Regions from separate parts of the Ovis aries genome. Here region 1 is linked to region 2. The links are chromatin contacts, called in public Hi-C maps. All regions are on one chromosome and are shown on one strand. Each heading gives the region's core, a stretch centred on a gene start, on an enhancer-like site or on the middle of the called end of the contact. The rest is flanking DNA. Distances are from core to core; before and after follow the strand shown. Region 1 overlaps GIPC2 (GIPC PDZ domain containing family member 2). Region 2 overlaps DNAJB4 (DnaJ heat shock protein family (Hsp40) member B4).

Evidence for each region. A called contact is a pair of places that touch in the nucleus more often than the background predicts.
Region 1: a contact with region 2 is called in a Hi-C map of tail adipose tissue, with 4 times the contacts expected there. The contact joins two enhancer-like sites. A contact is called at or near these places in 3 of 16 Hi-C or Micro-C datasets (mesenteric adipose tissue, skin fibroblasts and tail adipose tissue).

What each region holds. Positions count from the first base shown.
Region 1 is chr1:54,544,997-54,548,074 of ARS-UI_Ramb_v3.0, forward strand. The region is part of intron 3 of GIPC2 (GIPC PDZ domain containing family member 2); the gene reads left to right. Among named protein-coding and RNA genes, the nearest start is that of TRNAG-CCC, 44 kb to the left of the region's middle. Within about 2 kb of position 1,660, at least 13 of the 54 cell types and tissues checked have an H3K27ac peak or open chromatin away from gene starts, as enhancers often do.
Region 2 is chr1:54,450,641-54,453,994 of ARS-UI_Ramb_v3.0, forward strand. The region is part of intron 1 of DNAJB4 (DnaJ heat shock protein family (Hsp40) member B4); the gene reads left to right. Among named protein-coding and RNA genes, the nearest start is that of DNAJB4, 35 kb to the left of the region's middle. Within about 2 kb of position 1,386, at least 4 of the 54 cell types and tissues checked have an H3K27ac peak or open chromatin away from gene starts, as enhancers often do.

The sequences.
Region 1 (3,078 bases), core at 410-2,909, 95 kb after region 2:
TTAGTCCCTTGAAATAAAAGTGTGCTCTAAGACTGGCACTAGTACAAGAAATGACAAGTAATGCTTCATAATCATATGTAATGAGAAACTCTATATCTTGATGAAATTTGAAATTGAAATTGAAAGTTGCTCAGTTGTGTCCGACTCTTTGCGATCCCATGGACTATAGAGCCCATGGAATCCCCCAGGCCAGAATACTGGAGTGGGTAGCCTTTTCCTTCTCCAGGGGATCTTGTCAACGCACAGGTCGAACCCAGGTCTCCCGCATTGCAGATGGTTTCTTTACCAGCTGAGCCACCAGGGAAGCCCAAGTGTCTGAAGAGGAGGGCAGAGAGCTGCAGACCCCAAAGTAAAGTTGTCAACTCTAGTTATTATTGTTTTGTAGGCATGTGTCAACCTCCAAGAGAAACTTAACTTTTGATTTTTGATGAGAAATCACCAACTTTTAAAAGTTGGCAATTAGTTTAAAAAGTCTGAAAACACTGCACACTCCGCAAATATGCCTGGGACCACGGGCCACTGAGCTACCTGTTGACAGCCTTGGCGCATAAGAATTATCCTCTGTGCTCATGTCCTTTTCCCCGGTGTCAGCCATGCTCACTGAAACTTCTTAGGTACCCAGTAGGAAAAAAATTTCAAGTGATTTATTCCCAAGAGGGGTAGAGGCCTGATAAACTGAGAGTCACGCAGTTGGGAGGGACTCTAAAACATCAACTGTCCATTGTTTGCTTTTAGAGTCTTGGAACCCGGGGTCTGGGGCACACTGCCTTCTCTTTCCTCCCTTAGCCTTGCTGTCTTGGACCTTCATGGCTGGGTCTTTGCTTACACATTTTGCCCAGGAAGTTTCTGGCTCATGAGAGGGCAGCACGGGAGCCCACTTGGACCCTATGATTAATACAGTGATGTGATGACATCTGTTCTTGTGAATCTGGTTAATATGAGTCAATCCCTAAGACTCAGGTCAGCTCTGGGAACACTGGAAAAAAGCCTTTCTGGGCCTGCAATGCTGAAGGTCATTGGCACATACAACTTGCAAAGTCTTGCAAGTCCTGAGTTGCCATCTGGCTGCTGTTTTGTTGCTGTGTAACTCCAGAGCTGGAAATTATAGAAATGCATTAGTGAATCTGGTAAAGTAGCTTAGTTCACCTATACAGGTGGTTAGAGGAAGAGGCTGTACATTTCCTCTTCCAGGATGGAGTGTTGATATGTCTGCTCACTTGACCACATGGTGTCATGTAACTCTAACAAGAGATGTTTTGAGTGGGGATTGAGGGTCCAGTGAGATGGACACTGGAGGGCCCTCACTGCTCCGTGCTCCCCTGAGGGGCTTGGCTTAAATTCAGTTGGGCCACTTTGGAGAATCTGAGTAGAGTAGTGGATCATCTTTTGTTTGTACCCTTCTGTAAATGGAAGGGAGAAAAATCACAGTTCTACAGGAAATAGAATGAAAAGGAGACCTTTGTATTTGAAGTGATAGCTTTCTGAACATTCAAAGAGAGACTTTAGCATGTTTCTCGTCCCGAGCAAAGCAATGCAAATGGTTTTGTGGGAGAGGGTGTGGGAAGAGCAGATGGCTCTCTTTCCAGGGTGGATGTGTCAGCAGAAGCAAGTGCAGCAGCAGCCGCCCCAGTGTGAGAGTCGGACCGCTGGGCGTGGCACCTTTCACCCGGCAGCCCTCTGAACGCGTTAGACAGCATTCTATCTAGCTGGTGTTCTCAGTGCACATGCAGATGAGGTGTGGTGGTTTAGATGCTAAGTTGTGTCTGACTCTTCTGAACCCATGGACCGTAGCCTGCTAGGCTCCTCTGTCCATGAGATTTCCCAGGCAAGAATACTGGAGTGGGTAGCCATTCCCTTTTTGGGGGATCTTTCTGACTCAAGAATTGAACCTGGGGTCTCCGGCATGGCAGGCAGATTCTTTACTGACTGAGCTATAAGGGAATCCCTACAGATGAGAACTTATTCCTAACTTCACAGAATTTGTAAATGGGTAGCTGTGTTTTAACTCAGAGTCTCTGATTATGAAGTCCATCTCTTGTTGGATACAACTGTGTCTGTACGTACCCTCCTCTTAGGGACATCAGGGCTCTGAGCCTACTCTGAATTGTACTCCAGGCCAATTCAGGCCCTTAAGGGAACAGAACAAGATGTAGTTCTGTGCAAAAGCAGAAGAATGCCCCACCTCCCCACACTCGCCCTGTGTGTGGGTTGGGGAGCTAAGCTTGGTGTGCTTGTTCTCTGTGGGCCTTGGCTGATGTCAGCTCTCCTCTTGCCCTGGGGCTCAGGGTGGGACCAGAGACAGACATCTCCTCTATTCCCCCATCTCTCCCTAAATGTCATGATGTAGCAGGGGCCGGGCTGTTTACTGACAATGCCAGTTAAAATGGTATCATAAAAAATTACAAGTAGGTATAAGCATTTTATTGAAAACATAAATCTTCATTCTTTCCCTACTCTTCAGATGTAAAAAACTCTGAGAGGACACAAATTGGAGTTCTATTAAGTCTTTCTTTAGTGATCAGAATGGTAATACACATCTATGGGTTCTGTTTCATATCTAAAACCCAGATATGTGAAATGCTGGAAGTTTAAAGATATTTTCCTAATCTCCTAGTGTCATCTTGCACACACCTTTACCCCCGCCGCCGCCCCCCCCCGCAACTCGCCTTTATGGAGTCTTTCCAAAGCAGTTAACCTAGTTTTCCTAGTAATAATAACTCTTTTGTTTTGCACTTCTTTCATCAGTTCATATAGTTTTAAATTAAATTACATAATTAGAGTAATAGACACAATTGCCACAAAAGGGTTGGGAGTTGAGACGTCTGCTTCCTGGTGACATCCATCTCAGCTGTGGGAGCCTGCTGTGCACCCTTGAGCTGTGAGTGTCCTGTGCTCTGGGTGACATGGGGTGGGGGTGGGGGAGCCCGGAGTCTAGTGAATCCTTGGAGCTGCAGACTGATTTCCAGCGTCTCCTGTGTGAACTGCATTCCTCCCGTCGCTCATCCCCAAGAGAGGCCTTAAGCACATCCATTCATGAGGAGTGAAATGGCAGATTTAGGGCTCGGCCTGGGTGGTCTG
Region 2 (3,354 bases), core at 136-2,635:
AAATTGTCCATCATCACCATATAAATGTAGCTGTAAAGTAAGACGATTTAAAATTGCTAATTAACAGCAACAAGAACATTTTAATTTTTACAAGTTCTATAATTTCAACTTTTTATATCAGGATTAAGTTATTACTAATTTTTTCCCCAAATATTATTTTAAAATCATTCACTGTAGTTATGAAACTTTTTTTTTGCTTTATTGCATTTAATGTTAAATTTCCCTAATTAAAAATCTATCTTAAAATACACTGAAGTGGTAACTGTGTATTTTGAGTTAAAAAGTTAAATCTAGGGTAATTGTATAGAGGTTTTTGGTTTTTTTTTCTTGTTATGCTTTTTCTTTTTGATCTGAGTTGCCCCAAATTGCAGTTTCTGCTGCTATGAGGACCTGCGGTGTCAGGTTCCTGCAAAGTAAAGATTGAAAAAAGCAAGTAGTGGGCAGTTCAGTCCTGCTGGTTCCTTATGGCCGTACTCAAAATACTATGATTTCTTTCATCTCAAAAGCTAAGCAGGATTCTCAGATACTACTAGCTATATACTACTCTTTCTGAAGTTATTTTGTAAATAAATCTATAAACACGGTATAACACTATGAATTCCCATGAAAAAGCAAATATCCATTGATTTAATCCACACCTCACTAACAGCCCAAATCTGTCTATAACTAAACCATAAGATTCAGTGTTTCTAAGGATATTTATCTTCAGAATTTTCATGTCACCAAATGATACATTTTTCTCGGCCTAACATTACCTCTTAATAGTGTTTTTCTTGAGTTATATTCCTCCAGTTTGATTTTTACTGAGCGTCATCAGTGAAGTGAATTTTTAAAAAACTAAAACAGGATCATCTATGTACCCCAAATCTTTTAGATAATTGATATAAGCAATAGAAGTAATAGTGAGGGAAGAATAAGTTTTTTAAAGCATTGAAATATATTATTCAGAAATACTATTTTCTACTTATATTACTTTAAAATACAGTTAAAATGAAAGTTATTTTATTATGTTTTAGAAATTATTCTTTACAGAAAAGCATTATAATTATTTATCCTTTATTCAGAATATCTCATTAAGTATACTGTTAAAACGTGGAAAAATATTTGTGTTTCTTTGCCTGTCATTGATTTGTTTATGCTTGCAGGCCTGGTTGCATAGCCCTCTGTGTTTCTCTAGAAGTAACAAAACGCTAATTTACCTGGTACACTTTTCCCCCTGAATTATTATATTCTCTTTTACAACCTGAAGCTGTGGGAATAAACCATGAACTGAGAATTGTATGAGTTAAACATGCTAAATTTATATATTTAGGACTTAAGAGAGCCAGTGATCCCAGTATATTTGTGTTTTTAAAATGTCTAATATCCACAGTTTTAAATGCTGGGTTTTAAAAAAGCTAGATAAAAAAAGAGATGTTTTAAATTTACCATATGACCCAGCATTTCCACTCCTGGGAATCTATAAAAGAGAAATGAAAATACAGGTCCACACAAAGACATGTACGTGAGTATTCATAGCAGCATCATTTGTGATGGCCCCAAATGAAAATATCCGAAAGCCATCATCTTTTAGTAAATGGATAAATGAAGTGTGGTATATATGTATACACACACACAACTTAGCAATTAAAAGGACTGAGTTAATAAAACATGCTTTGTAAATGAAATAACCTCAAACATTAGAAGTCATATGTAAATGACTACATATTCTATTATTCCATTTATATAAAATGCATGGAAAAGGCAAATTTATAGACAAAATAGATCAGTGGTTGCCTAGAGCTAGAGGGGGTAGCAAGGATTAACTCCAAATAGAAATGAAAATACTCTTTGGGTTGATGGAAATGTTTTATAACTGGATTGTGGTGATGGGTGCACAGTTCTATAACTTGACTAAGACCAATGGTATATTTACAATGGGTTACTTTTATAGTATGGAATAAATAAAATTGTTTTATAATAGAGACATTTCTCCATAGTTGAATAATTTGAAAACAAAAAACAGGACTACTGAAACTTGAAATTGGATTTTGATCTAATTTCTCCTCCAAAGTTTTAGGTTTAGTTCTGAATTGTTCTGTGAATGTCAACAGAATTTCATATTAAAAGACTTAAAAACAGATTTTCAGTAACACATCCTTATAGTAGCCTAGTTTTCTAACATTTCTTTCTCTTCATATCTTCCTTTTTTTATTGTTTATGTTTCACTCAATAACTTAAAATTTAAATACTTAAAGATAGTATTTATATAATCAAATCTGTGTTTAGTACATTAATCTTTATACTAGCTATTAATCTTTATACTAGTTTGCTGCTTCTGTTCTTTATATAGTTAATTAACAATCTACTATATATTTAAAAAAGTAAATTGGATTTCTATGAATCAAAACTTTAAAGAATCTCATTGTGCTAGTTAACTCTAAGTGTTGTTATAAATTTGGATTTTTACATATTGCTGCTGCTGCTGCTAAGTCGCTTCAGTCGTGTCCAACTCTGTGCGACCCCATAGATGGCAGCCCACCAGGCTCCCCCGTCCCTGGGATTCTCCAGGCAAGAACACTGGAGTGGGTTGCCATTTCCTTCTCCAATGCATGAAAGTGAAAAGTGAAAGTGAGGTCGCTCAGTCATGTCCAACTCTTAGCGACCCTATGGAATGCAGCCTACCAGGCTCCTCCGTCCATGGGATTTTCCAGGCAAGAGTACTGGAGTGGGGTGCCATTGCCTTCTCCAGTTTTACATATTAGATCTCCTTAAAAGAAGTTATTAAAGTCATATAATTTTTTTCCTTGAAGTCCTAATTTTTCTCCAGCGCTGCTGCTTTTAATAAACTTTAATCAACTAATTAAATGGATATCATTGTTATGAATAATATCCCAGACACATAATTTTTTTTTTTTTGCAAATTGGTTGGTTGCTTGTGTTTTAAATAATAGCAGTCTTGGTACAACATAAGTAAATGTTGACTCTGGGGTACATTTCTTGCTCACACGAAGTGATGATGGTGTTTAGAAAAAATTTTGGATAGCATAGGTAGTCTAGCTGCATACTAAAATTTTCCATGAGCAATCAAAATGTACGTAGTGAAAAGTTGACTGTATAGTTGATGACAGGCTTGTTCAAGTGCTGGGCAGCGCAAGTGATACTTGCATAATAATTCATGTTATATTAGTGTGAATTTTGGTAGGATTTTCTCAGTCACAGTAGTACACAGTTGACTGTTTAGTGTCAAAGCTTTATTGGAGGCTGTTTGTTATCTTTGATGAATGTCAGTTCAGACAGTGTGTGAATCTTCTCAGGGACTCAGTAATCCTGATTGAGTTACCATTTTTGGCAAAGGGCTTTTAGGGAAAAGCC